Regions from separate parts of the Sus scrofa genome. Here regions 1, 2 and 3 are each linked to region 4. Evidence: chromatin contacts called from public Hi-C and HiChIP or PLAC-seq data. All regions are on one chromosome and are shown on one strand. The core of a region is the stretch at or near the end of the contact, and the rest is flanking DNA. Distances in the headings are between cores, read along the strand shown.

The links. A called contact is a pair of places that touch in the nucleus more often than the background predicts. HiChIP or PLAC-seq counts read pairs in DNA pulled down with a chosen protein or histone mark.
Region 1: a Hi-C map of skeletal muscle shows a contact between it and region 4, with 8 times the contacts expected there. The contact joins the promoter of ZSCAN2 here to the enhancer-like site in region 4. A contact is called at or near these places in 2 of 5 promoter capture datasets (fetal liver and liver), 22 of 47 Hi-C or Micro-C datasets (alveolar macrophages, blood, embryonic fibroblasts and 12 more) and 1 of 2 datasets of contacts at active chromatin or transcription factors (alveolar macrophages).
Region 2: a contact with region 4 is called in a Hi-C map of skeletal muscle, with 8 times the contacts expected there. The contact joins the promoter of WDR73 here to the enhancer-like site in region 4. A contact is called at or near these places in 1 of 5 promoter capture datasets (liver), 19 of 47 Hi-C or Micro-C datasets (alveolar macrophages, brain, embryonic fibroblasts and 10 more) and 2 of 2 datasets of contacts at active chromatin or transcription factors (alveolar macrophages and skeletal muscle).
Region 3: an H3K27ac HiChIP or PLAC-seq map of alveolar macrophages shows a contact between it and region 4. The contact joins two enhancer-like sites. A contact is called at or near these places in 2 of 2 datasets of contacts at active chromatin or transcription factors (alveolar macrophages and skeletal muscle).

The regions. Positions count from the first base shown.
Region 1 is chr7:52,956,223-52,959,430 of Sscrofa11.1, reverse strand. It overlaps ZSCAN2 (zinc finger and SCAN domain-containing protein 2), which reads left to right and starts at 1,424. Exons shown (of 9, transcript XR_002345788.1): 1 at 1,424-1,578.
Region 2 is chr7:52,885,790-52,889,392 of Sscrofa11.1, reverse strand. It overlaps WDR73 (WD repeat-containing protein 73), which reads right to left and starts at 1,925. Exons shown (of 8, transcript XM_021098905.1): 1 at 1,817-1,925; 2 at 983-1,050; 3 at 409-497. The coding sequence starts at 1,857. It overlaps NMB (neuromedin B), which reads right to left. Exons shown (of 3, transcript NM_001123145.1): 3 at 2,782-3,017. The coding sequence ends at 2,982.
Region 3 is chr7:52,912,647-52,916,286 of Sscrofa11.1, reverse strand. It overlaps ZSCAN2 (zinc finger and SCAN domain-containing protein 2), which reads left to right. Exons shown (of 9, transcript XR_002345788.1): 8 at 1,131-1,344; 9 at 3,056-3,640. Among named protein-coding and RNA genes, the nearest start is that of WDR73, 27 kb to the right of the region's middle. Within about 2 kb of position 2,331, at least 2 of the 83 cell types and tissues checked have an H3K27ac peak or open chromatin away from gene starts, as enhancers often do. A contact at or near this core is called in alveolar macrophages, where this site is marked.
Region 4 is chr7:52,617,383-52,620,794 of Sscrofa11.1, reverse strand. SLC28A1 (solute carrier family 28 member 1) reads left to right here. Exons shown (of 18, transcript NM_214112.1): 11 at 1-25. Among named protein-coding and RNA genes, the nearest start is that of SLC28A1, 34 kb to the left of the region's middle. Within about 2 kb of position 1,499, at least 30 of the 83 cell types and tissues checked have an H3K27ac peak or open chromatin away from gene starts, as enhancers often do. A contact at or near this core is called in alveolar macrophages, retroperitoneal adipose tissue, skeletal muscle and 1 more, where this site is marked.

The DNA of each region.
Region 1 (3,208 bases), core at 175-2,674, 340 kb before region 4:
TCTAAGAGTGACAAAAAATTCAGAAGCTATGAAAAGACAAGACTGACAATTTGGAGAGCATAGACATGTAAAAAAACAGCAAAAAGGGAACAGTAAACTGAGAAAAATAATAGCAACTTTTGTGACAAAAAACCATTTTCTTAATATACTAAGAGCGTTTATGAGTATATTCCATTAAAAAAATTGGAAGATAGGAGTTCCCGTCCTGGCGCAGTGGTTAACGAATCCGACTAGGAACAATGAGGTTGTGGGTTCGGTCCCTGCCCTTGCTCAGTGGGTTAACGATCTGGCGTTGCCGTGAGCTGTGGTGTAGGTTGCAGACGCGGCTCGGATCCTGCGTTGCTGTGGCTCTGGCGTAGGCCGGTGGCTACAGCTCCGATTCAACCCCTAGCCTGGGAACCTCCATATGCCGAGGGAGCGGCCCAAAGAAATAGAAAAAAGACAAAAAAAAAAAAAAAAAAAACCCACTAATAATCATGAAACATTTCTCAAACACTCATGAAATGAACATTAAATTTTCATGAACGTGAAATTTAAATGAAAATTAAATGCAGTCACTTGATTGTGGGTGCCCCCAAAAATTGTTCTGTACAAAAACACCAGATTGTTCTATCACAAACCATTACTGTCTTTCTCTTCATTCTTATATTTTCCCCTTGGGTTTCCAGGCAGTTAGTTACTCACCTGTTGTCATATGGTGATGGAGCAGCCATTCTTCAAGAGCGCCAACCGTGGGAACATCACAATAGAGGCTAATCTCCCATTCTCACCTCCCAGTGCTGAGATTAACAATAAGTAACACTGGGATAGGTACTAAAATGGAGACATGGAGCAGGTGTGCCACGGGCGGTGTCTCTGCCTAAGCAGGTTCCACACAAAAGGAGATGAAGAAAGAATCGGAGGTGCGCGGCAGAAGAGGCGAGACAGGGCTTTCCTCCAGACGCAGGAACAAAGGGGTGTGCAACAGCCAGGTGCGAGAGTAGATCTGCAAGTTGGGGGAGGGGCGCCGGCCTCACAAGAAGGGGTTTCTCTGGTGAAGATTCCTTTCCAGCTCAAGCACTGCTTTCGGCCGTCGAGGGGCCTTACAATACTACTTGCCACACAGTTCACAGTTCACAGTTCTCTTCCATCCAACTTTCCTTTTTTGCAGACAACTGGAAGACTTAAAGAAGTGAAATGACCTGTCCCGGGTCACAGCTCTGGTCCACACTAGGTTGCCTGACTTGCAGTCAACCGCTTGTCCCGCCACTGGCCCTCCCGCACAGCGCAGGCTATCAAGCCCAAACTCCGTTCCTTGGCGGGGTCGGGCGTCTGCCAGGTGGACTACATCTCCCACAATGCCTTCGGCCCAGTCTCCCTCCCGCCACCCGGCTGGGCCCGGATCCGCCAGTAGAAAAGGAGAGTTTCCAGGGGCCGTTCTCGGTGGCCAATGAGCGCGGTGGGGGGCAGGCCTCTCCCGTCCATTGTTCTCGGTGCCCCTCGGGCTTGAGCCGCCGCAACTCCGGAGGGGCCGGGCAGTGCCCGGGGGCGCTTTTGCGCGCGGAGGGACTGCAGGAGCAGGATCTGGTCTCTGGAGAGGTGAGCCCGGAGAGACAGGGCTGGAGCCACGCGGCCGAGGAAGTAGCCCGAGGCGAGGGAATAACGGGCCTGGAGCCAGTGCGGGCAGCCCTGCTGGGGGAGGGGCGTTGGGGGCGCTGTCCGCGTCCCGCGCGCCCAGCTGTCCCGGTTTAGGCGCGGGGTCCGCTGAGAGACCGACGAGATGTGGACTCTTCTCCCTATCAGTGAGCTCTTTGAACGTCCAGCCTTGGTCGCAGGGTTTGGAAGGCACATTGGACGCGATCCCGCGCAGCCCCTCATTTTACGGATGGGGAAACTGAGCTTCAGAGGGGGCGTGTCTTGCTCCGGGTCAAGCAGCGAATTAAACTGATTAAAAACGGTTTCCCGGGCTCCCAGATTAAAGAGTGGTGTTATACCTGTGTTTCTTCTCGCCAGTTGGTAAATGCACATTGAGATCTTCGGTGTTTCCACTAGCTTTTCTTTTTCTTTTAAAAAACTTTTTCCTTCCCTATTTTCTTTTCTTGGGGGAGGAGGAGCGTTATCTGAATATTTATGATGTGATGATTTTTAAAAATAACTTTTGCCTTTTAGTCTTTATTTTAAAGAATTTGTAGTTTCACTGCTGTCAACGTTTTGTAGAATTTCTATACATATTTTTTTCCTTGTGTATATATGTTCTTTTCTAAAAGGAATTGGGGTCATACTGTGTCTGGTTTTTCTGCCTTGCCAGGTTTGTTTTTAATCCATTTATTTTATATTATGAGGATTATCTTAAATCATTAATGATTAATAATTCTTGTGGAGCATAATTTTAAAAATATTTTAAAATACATACAGCAGAGTGCACAGATCTTTAATATGTACACGCTTATGCAACCATTGTCAAATCAAGATCTGGAACATTTCTAGCTTCTTTGAAACACCCCTCTCAGTTACCCTCCCAAAGCCCTAAAAGTAGTCATTATTACATCAGCATAGTTTTTTTTTTTTTTTTTTTTTTTTTTTTTTGTCTTTTTGTCGTTGTTGCTATTTCTTGGGCCGCTCCCGTGGCATATGGAGGTTCCCAGGCTAGGGGTTGAATCGGAGCTGTAGCCACCGGCCTATGCCAGAGCCACAGCAACGCTGGATCCGAGCCGCGTCTGCAACCTACACCACAGCTCACTGGCAACGCCGGATCGTTAACCCACTGAGCAAGGGCAGGGATCGAACCCACAACCTCATTGTTCCTAGTCGGATTCGTTAACCACTGCGCCACGACGGGAACTCCAGCATAGTTTTTAATACATTTTACTGTATGCATGTGTCATAATTTATTAACTCTTCTCCTGTTGCTGGATTCTTAAGGTGTCAGGTGTTTTCTTTGGGGTTTGTTTTTAGAAACAATGTTATGGTTGTGCATCCTTCAAACAAATTTCTGTTTGCAAAGATGATTAAAAAAAATAAATTCCTGAAGGGCCAAGGCCGGATCTAAGAGTATGACCATTTTAAAACTTCATGGTTTAAAATATGGTAATAAAAAATAAAATAAAATATGGTAATAAAGCAATTGAGATAATTGCCTTCCTTCCAGTGAGGCTCAAAGTGCCTTGACATTTGAACCATTGCTAATCCTTCAGATGACCCCTTCAGATAAGAAGGCTGGGTGTTATTA
Region 2 (3,603 bases), core at 676-3,175, 270 kb before region 4:
CCCTAAGTCTATTTTTGATAAAGTATAATTGACTTCTTGCTCTAGTAGCCCTCTGCAAATCACAGGAGCACTTATTTCTATCCATATTTCCCTCCCTGTATTGGATTACAGGGGCAGGTCCAGTACTTCTAGTCTCTCGCTAGTATCCAGGACAATATTTAGTAGACAATAGGAGCTTTGTAAAAGTTTAATAAATAAGTAGAAGTAGGAATTCCCATCGTGGTGCAATGGAAATTAATCCGACTAGGAACCATGAGGTTGTGGGTTCGATCCTGAGCCTTGCTCAGTGAGTTAAGGATCTTGTGTTGCTGTGGCTATGATGTGGTCCGGTAGCTACAGCTCCCATTCGACACCTAGCCTGGGAACTTCCATATGCCATGGGTATGGCCCATATATATTTCAAGTTACCTGGTTTTCTTTTACAGAAAGTCTGAGAGGTAATATCAGATGAAGAATCTCATTTTTTTTCAGGCTTTCATAGCCAGCAACCAAGATTCCTGGAAAAAGAAGCAGAAGTAGCTGTGACAAACTGTTGGAAATATTCTGGTCCATGACTGGGTCTAGACTCTTTGCCAAATTCTCCAAAGAAAACATAAACTCCTTTGCTATTGGTATGAAGCCTTGTATTGGGGGATGGACGAGATCTAGATCTTATATTAATAAGAGGAATATTAACAAAATATATCTGAAGGAGGGAAGAGGAAAATGTTCTGTAAGAACATTTGCAGTGGGATTGTGGGCAGTTTGCAGAGAATTTAAAAAATAATCTTATATTGCCTTTTTTAATTAAAAAAGTAAAGCGATACCATAACAACAACAACGAAAGGAGGAATATTAAATGCTGATGGGGCATGAAATTGCTACAAGTGACCGAGAGGCTCTCAAGCTCCCAGAAGAGTGATTGGATCCTTCTGGGCTGAGCCCCTGAGTTCAGACTTGAGGAATGGGATTCTTTCTTTCAGGGTCATGCAGGACATATCACCTTTGTCACCAATCCATTCAAGGACTCGAGTGGCTCCCGAGAGGTCGAATTCATGGAAATCCTGGTACCTGCATGATAGGGACACAAGGTCACGCGATGCATGGCACTTTTACAACTGTTAAAGAACTCCGAGATGGCAGCATGGTTTGGTGGTTGGGGACCTGGCTCTGGAATCAGGCAGAACTGGATGGAGTCTTGTTACACTTTTTACCCTCTGTGTGAATGGGAACAGACCAGTCAAATTTCCCTGGCTTTGTCCTCATCTGTAAAATGCAACTCCCAAAGTACCCAGGCTTCCCAGGGTTGATATGAGGAATCAATGAGATAATTTTTTTTCCTTTTTTTAAAGGCTGCATATGGAAGTTCCCAGGCTAGGGGTCCAATCGGAGCTACAGCTGCTGGCCTTCACCACAGCCACAGCAACGCGGAATCCGAGCCCTGTCTTCGACCTGCACCACAGGTCAAGGCAACGCCAGATCCTTAACCCACTGAGCCGGGCCTGGGATTGAACCCGCATCCTCATGGATACTAGTCGGGTTCGTTTCCGCCGCGCCACAACGGTAACTCCAATGAGATAATTTTTAAGATTGAACGCAGAGTCTGGAGCAAAATAAACAATCACTTATGTTATTATCCTTCACAAGCACTGCTCCTACGAGTACTTCACAAAATTTGCACACACCAGAAGGTGCCATTTCCCAGATGGGGGAGCCCAGGCCCATGCGCATCCGTCCCGCCCCACACCAAGATTCTCTTCGCGCCCCACCCCGCGCCCATCCGCCCCTAGGCCAGCTTCAGGCACGGATTCCACGTCCCCAGGCCCACACGACTTACAAGCGTAAAGATTCCACCAGCCAGTCCTCCGCGGGATCCATGGCAACTGTTGCTTCCGGTACCGCACTTCCGCTTCTGAACCTTCCTGGGCAGGGGCAGCCATCTCGCGAGAAGTGGGCGCGGCTTGCTCTGATCGGGGGCGGGTCTCATGCCAGGGGACCCTAGACATGTCTTAGCGCTGCTGCGCGCTTGCGGGGGTGCGCTTGCCAGGCTAGGTCCGCGATTCTCCGTGTAAAATCTCCCAGAAAAGTGACATAAAGCCAGGGATTTCCAAGATGTCAGTTCCAGGCGGGGTCTGAGGGACCATATACCCGCCCGTTTTATGACCGGGTTGTGCAGATCGTTGGAAAAAGCCAGATAAAATACAGGACGCCCAGTTAAATGCGAATTTTAGGTAAACAATGAATAATATTTTAAGTATTCTCCTGCAATATTTAGGATATTATATACGAAGTTCGACGATAACTGGATGTCCTGTATTTTTATCACTAACTGGCAACCCCACAATGCCAGAGAAGAGAGTAAGGGGACATTGGAGTCTGGATCCCAACTCAGATCTCCTGAGTGTGCGCTGGGCACTCCCGTCAAAGCGTAGCATGAGAGTGAAATCAGAAGGGGTAAGCAAAGCCCTATCCTGTAGTGTAGGCAACTTCCTTTCACAGGAGGGAAACAGAAGCCTCTTAACCTCTGCCAGTAGGTGGCAGACGCAAGAACAGAAAAGCTCCTGGCACAGGTCCTAGCTTATAGCGGGCCTTGAGTATCTGCTGAATGAGTGAATGAGGAGGAGTCCAGAGTCAGTGTTAGGCTAGTGTCATTTGGTGTTCTGGGCTCTTTGGGGTCAGCCCCATCCCACGGAACACCGGGTCCTCCAGTCCCCCTCCCCTACTGATCCCTCAAACATGGCTAGAAGGAGAGGACTAGACAGTCTATGTAAAGAGCAGGATTTTATTCACAACTTCAACAGGGAAGCAAGACATACAGCAGGGACGTCATTTGCATCTGCATTGGTGATATTCCTGGCAACTCAACCAGAAATCACAGTAATGGAGTTACAGATATTTAAGCCCATGATTTACATCCAGATGGGACCACCAGGGTCCCATTCAGAGCCTTCTCTGGGGTGCACAGCCTAAGCCATGTTGTGGAGTCTTCCTGATTCGTGGCATCACTTCTCCAGCGTTTGCACCAGCAGCCTCCTGTACTGAAGGGGAACATACAGAGTAATTGACCTGGGCAGAGGGGGAAAATGTTAGGGGCATCCTGCCATTCCTAAATCTAGGCATCCACGGAGGTAGGCGGAGGTAGGCTCTTGGAAGGGTCAGGGAAGTGGTTTTCTGAGTATAAGAACCTCAACTTCAGAGTTCCCATTGTGGCACAGTGGTGAACGAATCCGACTAGGAACCATGAGGTCTCGGGTTCTATCCCTGGCCTCGCTCAGTGAGTTAAGGATCCAGCGTTGCCATGAGCTGTGGTGTAGGTCGAAGATGCACCTTGGATCCCGAGTTGCTGCTGTGGCTCTGGCGTAGGCCGGTGGCTACAGCTCCGATTAGACCCCTAGCCTGGGAACCTCCTTATGCCGTGGGAGCGGCCCTAGAAAAGGGAAAAAGACAAACAAACAAACAAAAACCCTCAACCTCACAAGTGATCGTGATAGTCAAAGATCATAGAAGTCAGGTCCAAGTACCATGCCTGGCCCTGGGCCAGTCTCAGTGTTTTGACTCCCCTGCTTCCAGCTCTGCCCTGGACCTTGCTGCTAAAGTCTCATCCCTGAGGGCTAGGCACTGCTT
Region 3 (3,640 bases), core at 1,082-3,581, 290 kb before region 4:
GACCAGGAATCAGGAGACAGGCTTACGAGCCGTCACTCTGCTGTCACTGGTCTGTACCTGGAATGGCCTTGTCAGGAGGAAAATTGTTGATTTCTGTGGAGGAATACTAGTTATGTCCTATCATCAAGTATTGTTAGAAACCAACAGTCCAAGGCAACTTTTTGAGGGTCTAGCTCTGCTGGATAGCAAAGGAATCTCCCAGCCTGCTTTTATTTATTTATATTTTTATTTATTTATTATTTTTTGTCTTTTTGCCATTTCTTGGGCCGCTCCTGCGGCATATGGAGGTTCCCAGGCTAGGGGTCCAATCGGAACTGTAGCTGCCGGCCTACGCCAGAACCACAGCAACGTGGGATCTGAGCCACGTCTGCAGCCTACACCATAGCTCACGGCAACGCCAGATCGTTAACCCACTGAGCAAGGCCAGGGATCGAACCTGCAACCTCATGGTTCCTAGTCAGATTCTTTAACCACTGCGCCACGATGGGAACTCCTATTTATATTTAAAAATTTTTTTTTGCTTTTTAGGACTGCACCTGCAGTGAATGGAGGTTCCCAGGCTAGGGATCAAATTAGAGCTGTAGCTGCCAGCCTACCCCACAGCCACAGCAACACAGGATCCAAGCCACATCTGTGACCTACACCATAGCTCATGGCAACGCAGGATCCTTAATCTACAGAGCAAGGCCAGGGATGGAACCTGCGTTCTCATGCATGCTAGTCAGATTCCTTTCTGCCGAGCCACAATGGGAGCTCCTAGTGGTTAGGATTTGGCGCTTTCACCACTATGGCCTGGGGTTCAATCCCTGGTCTAGGAACTGAGATCCCGTATCAAGCTGCTGCATGCTGTGGCAAAAAAAAAAAAAAAAAAAAGTCCCTGTAGATGTGAACTCTTGTGTGTATCATATCCAACAGTCTGTGGCTTTGAAGATTTGTCTGTTCCTGGTACTTTGGTTACACACCCTGAGCTTCCACTTTCTCCTCTGCAAAATGCACACAGTGACCATGTCTAGCTCCCTGGGCTGTTACAGTGTTTGCAGTTATTGTTAAAATACAGAAGCACATTGCCCTGTTCTCTAAAGGGGCAAATTTTTGGAGTTAATAACTAAGCTTTTTCTTCTGAAAACTAGACCTTCTGGGACCTTCCTTTCTCATCCCACCTGCCACGTGCAGATATGAGGACAGAAGGCGCATTACCTAAGGACCCCATGTCTCTCCTCGCTCGTCCTTGAGCAGGACTCCCAGTTCCCCTGCCAGATGGGCTTTCGAGTCTGGGGAGAAGCAAAGAACTCTGGAATGACAGTCTCCAGGATCCCGAGGAGATTTGGAAGACTTCCTGTGCAGGTGGGAAATGAGTGGAAGCAAGTGAAAGCCAATATGCCCCCAATAGAGAAGTCAGCCCTGGAATTCTGAACGTGGATGAGCACTGAGCAAGGCTTGGTGGGAACCCAGGCACTTGGCCTTCCTGGGCTATTGTTCTGTGGTGCCAAAACCACAGGAGCTGAGAGAAGAAGAGAAGCAGGTCACACTCAGGCAGGCCTGGTCCCTTTGTTACCTTGGATCATATAGATATAGAGAGTACTAGTGTTTACGATTCCCTTCTTAAATTTCTTTTTTTTCTCTCTTTTTTTATTTTTATTTTTGCTTTTTAGGGCCGCACCTGTGGCACAGGGAGGTTCCCAGACTAGGGGTCGAATCAGAGCTGTAGTTGCTGGCCTACACCACAGCCACAGCCACAGCAACACGGGATCCAAGCTGTGTCTCCAACCTACACCACAGCTCACGACAGTGCCTGATCCTTAACCCACTGAGCAAGGCCAGGAATTGAACCCATGTCCTCATGGATCCTGGTCGGGTTCATTACCCACTGAGCCGTGACGAGAACTCCCCCTTCTTAAAGTTCTATCTGAATTGTAGTTATCATTAGCCATCACTGAACAGGTTAGTAGAAAAAGGGAGCATGGATGACCCCAAGTTAGACCTGCAGTCAACCTTAAATTATTGGAAGCATGAATTTTCTCATGGTTAAGATGAGCTTCCCTCCAAGGCAGGGCTCAGTCATTTTGTTGGAATTTCAGGGGATCTGATAAATAGCATTGTTCTCCCGCTCAGGTTCTAGACCGGTGGAGGGAGACAGTCAGATGCTGAGATGGAAATGGCAGCTTTCTCATTGCTGGCGCTGTTGGAGGACATGTCTGGCTGTGTGGCTACAGTAAGCTTCCTAATACCAGCCTCCAGAGCTGAGTCCCCAGCAGCACTGGACAACCACAGCCTTGTCCTGCAGGGACAGAGCCTATACTGCTGATCTCCTGAGCCGTGTGGGCCAGCTCTGTGTTAATCAGAGAGGCGTTCCTCCCACTCATAAGGAAGGGGTTGGAGAAAGCCCTGCAGATTATCCTAAGGCACGTCCCTCTGCCCAGAGAGCACTATCAGGAAGAGAAACGTGGCTTTTAGTACCAACTGCCAGTGCATAGGTGATGGGAGGAGACGGGAGCCAAGCGCAGAGGCAGAGCTGCTCTGATTGAAGAGGGAGGAGTGGGGCCTGGATCCTGTCGATGGGTTTTCTCCACCTGACCTTCCTACTTAGAAGCTGGTGGAGTGAGTGAGGCTGGGAGTCTGCTGGCCTGAACCATGGCTCAGTCATATCCCAGCTTATTTGTTCCTGGTTAATGGAAAATTGACTGTGTTCTGTCTGTCATCATCAATAACCTGTTTTTAAGTGTCCAGTAAGGATCTCTTTCACACTGTGTCCTTCTGAAACCAGAAAATGGGGAAGTTCCTGTTAGGGCTCAGCAGATTACAAATACGACTAGTATCCTTGAGGATGCAGATTTGATCCCTGGCCTCGCTCAGTGGGTTAAGGATCCGGCATGGTCTCAAGCTATAGTGTAGGTTGCAGATGTGGCTTGGATCTGGCGTTGCTGCAACTGTGGTATAGGGTAGCAGCTACAGCTCCAATTCAACCCCTAGCCTGGAACTTCCATATGCCTTGGGTGTGGCCCTAAAAAGACAAAAAAAAAAAATGTACATTTGCAGTTTCATTTCATTCTTTCAGATCTTGAAGCAAGGACAGAATGAGGAGAATTCAAGCCAGGACATTTCGGAGGAAGCAGAGCTACCCGGAGTGTTGTTAGGAAGATCCAAAATGGACCTTTCCCAATACCTTTGCTGGAGGAAAGATGGGGGAAGTGAATATGGGGCAGAGACGCAATGGGAAATGGCCTTAGACAATGGACAAGAGTCCCTCTCTCCTGTCCTCAGGGAACCCATGTTGGCGAAAAACCCAGTATCTGCTGTGCCTGTGGGAAACGTTTCAGCCTGAGTTCCCACTTAGCTGTCCTCAGATTAGCCCACCTCCATACTGGGGAGACGCGCTGTAAGTGTGGGGAGCGCTGGAGAAGCTTCAGCCAGAGCTCCAGCCTTATTACGCATCAGAGAATCCACACGGGAGAGAAACCCCCTAAGTGTGGTGAGTGTGGAGAGCGTTTCACCAGCAGCTCGCACTTCGGGGCACACTGGTGAACGCACACTGGCAAACACCCCGCCGGTGCCCTGACTGTGGGAAAAGGTTCAGTAAGAGTTCCACCCTCAGAGCACTGTAAACCAGCTATAATGGAAAAAATAAAAGTCATCAGGAAAA
Region 4 (3,412 bases), core at 250-2,749:
GCTAGGCGCCTACATCTCCTTTGGGGTATGTAGAGCCCTCTTTCTGCTTGCTGGAAAGACCTGAACTACCCCCCCACCCCCCTACCCCCTGCCCTTGAGGGATCCCCACAGAGCTCCTGGACAGAGCAACCTGAGGTTTTTTTCTCATGGGCAGTGTCCTGAACCAGGGCCGCTGTGACGGTGAGAGGAGAGGCTTCACCTGAGTAAGGCGGGTTGGGCGGGCTGGACCATCCGGGCTTCTCACACAGCCAGTAGGAGCAAAGGTTTCCAGTGTTCTGCTTACTGAGCACCTACTACGTACCAGACAAAGCACTAGGTGCTTTCGTATCTTCATTTCACAGATGAGGAAATTGAGACTCAGAGTTAAGTGAGATGCCAACGCCAGGATTTGAGCCCAGATCTGTCCGACTCCAAAACTAACACAGACCCACACCTTCGCTGCCCCGGGGATCTGTCCTACTCTTTCTGCACCCTCACCTCCTTGCCTCTTGTGCCCCCTCTGAGCACACGTCCTTCCTCTGCTCCCATATTACTCCTTGTGCAGCTTTTGGAGCACCATTCATTTCCAGGTCAAATTCCAGTGGTATGAATGGGCTTAACCAATCACATCACTGCTGCCTGGCAAAGAGGAAGGAATCTTCGACATGACCCCTACAAAGTGCCTGCTAATAACGCTTTGCATTTGTGTAAAGCACCGTACTTGTTTGTGCTTTCACATGCACGTCTTTAAAGATCCTATTTTTTTCTCTATTAACTATCAAAGAAGTTCTTGCTTCTTGCAGAAGTGAATAAAGTTTTTAAAAAAATCTTCTTCACTCCCACTTCCCATGGAGAACTAGATGACAAGAGCAGTTCTCAAAGGGTGTGTGTGCTCAGGCCAGCAGCGCCAGCTTTACCTGGGAACTTGTTAGAAACACTAATTCCTAGAGTTCCTGTTGTGGTAACGATCCCGACTAGTATCCATGAGGATGTGGGTTCCATCCCTGGCCTCACTCAGTGGGTCGGGGATCCGGTGTTGCTGTGAGCTATGGTGTAGGTCACAGACAAGAAAAGGCTTGGATCCGCATTGCTGTAGCTGTGGCGTAGGCCGGCAGCTCCAGGTCTGATTTGAACCCCTAGCCTGGGAACTTACATATGTTGGGGGCATGGCCCTAAAAAGCAAGAAAAAAAAAAAAAAAAAAAAAGGAATGCAATTCTAGAACTCTCTCCCTTTCCCACATTCTGCCTTGTAGCTCAGCCTCCTTTCCTTCCCTTTCTCAGGCCAGAGTCCAGCCCCTAGCCCCAGGCAGTGGGGCCTCCTCGCAGAAGAGGCCTGTGTACCCATTTCCCTCTAGCTTTACAGAAAGCACAGAGCCCGCAAGGATCAGCCCTGTGGCAGCGGGTCTCCAGCCACCGTAGCTGGCCCGGTGAAAGGCCCATAGCTGACTTTTCCCTCCTCCCGTCCCATCTCTGGATCTGTCCCCAGTCTGTTAACAGGGAAGCTCTCTTCTGCCTCCGCCTGGCTCCTGGATGCCACTGCAGCACCCTGGGCTTTTCCCCAGAGCCCTGTCTCTGTAGCCTCTCCACTCTCCTTTGACTCCCTCCTCCAGGCAGTTCCTCACTATATCTTTGGCTTTGCCCTTAGCCCCTGAATTCCCGAGAGATCCCCCTTATTTTCTCCTCCTTTTTCTTTGTTGCCCAACTTCTGACTCCCTCTGCCCTGCACCCCTCCTACTGCTAAAATCTGGCTAGCTCTAGACCTGCGCTTTCAGACACAGTAGCCAATAACCACACATGGCTATTAAGCACTTGAAGTGTAGCCAGTCTGAAATGAAATCCGCTCTGAGATTTAGTATGAAAAAATGATTAATATATCTTATTAATAGGTTTTATGTTGATTACATGGGTAGAAAGATAATATTTTAGATATATTGGGTTAAATAAAATACATGATTGACATTAACTTCATCTGTTTCTTTTTACTTTTTAAATTGGCTTCTAGACAATTTTTTTTTTTCTTTTTTGGCCACCCTGTGGCATACGGAGTTCCTGGGCTAGGGATCAGATCCAAGCCACAGTTGTGGCCTAGGTCACAGCTGTGGCAATGCTGGATCCTTAACCCATTGTGCTGGGCTGGGGATCGAACCTGCATTCCAGGGCTCCAGAGATGCTGCCAATCTCATTCATCACAGCTGGAACCCCTAGACAATTTTAAATCAATCACAAGTGTGCTTCCCATTATATTTAGATAACACTGGTCTAGATCTTCTCCTTGGTCTGAGATCCCAAGGGTCACTTGACTGAATCCTTTCACTGCGACCTGAAAAGGGACATTGTGACATGTCCTTTTTCAGCATGTTTCCCAAAAGCTTTAAAGCAGGCACTAGCTTTGTCTGTGCTGGCCCCAGATACTGGGTCTCCTTCCTTACCCCTTTGGTTCAGGACCAGTGTGAGATATGTGCTTTGAGCTGTGAACACAGGCTGGGTTGTGCCCCTCAATCAATTGTTCAAGAGTGGAGCCTCTGAGACCAGTTCTGTGAAGTCCCAAGCAGGGCCAAGTGAGAGTCCATCACATGCTTAGTTTTCACTTCTTACTGCCCACCTCACAGCAGTTTTAAGAATTAAATGCAATAATAGACAGAAAACACTTGGCATAATGTTCAAGAAGTGGTCAGGGTTAGAAATCCATCCTTTTAAAACTGGCTCGTTTTATGCTATGTAATTGTCTGGGTTTCTAGCTTTCTTGGTAAAGATATTTTTGAACATTCAAATGAGGGGCTCAGACCCTCTCTGTCTCTTTACATGGGAACCCTTTGGGTAGAGAGAGGAAGGTCTTGGGCGGGAGTGGGTCCTGGATGCTTGAGGAGTCGCTGGCTTGAGGAATCGCTGACCCAGTGCCCCAGACAGCCCTGCCCTGCAGGACTCAGCCCTTTCCAAGATGAGCAGAAATGACCACCTCGGGCATTTGAGGCTGTGGCCACAACTGGCCCACTCAAAGGGCAATGTCCAAGAGTGGGGCAACTGCAGTATGTGTTCCTGCCGAGACTCCACTGAGTTGACAAACCAGATGTAACCTCTAAGCTGAAGGAGGGGAAAGGGTCCTGGCTGGTGGAGGGAAAAGCCCAAGATTCCAGGGTCAGTGTTTATTGTGCCCACTGGAGCTTGGGAGCCAAGGAAGAAGCCAGCAAAATCCCAAAGCCCAGCCCAGAAAGCCCAGAGCGGACATCTGCCTGAGGCTGGCTATTCCCGCAAGGAGCAGGACCTGTGCCTCCAGTGCCTGCGATGGGGGCACATGGGAGGTGGGTGCCAGTGCACATCTGGGGTTTCTGTTTAGCACTGAAAGGAAACAAAGGGGTTTTAAAAGAAGAAGGGAGTTCTGTGGCACAGTGGGTTAAGGATCCAGTGTTGTCACTGCAGCTGCTTGGGTTGCTGC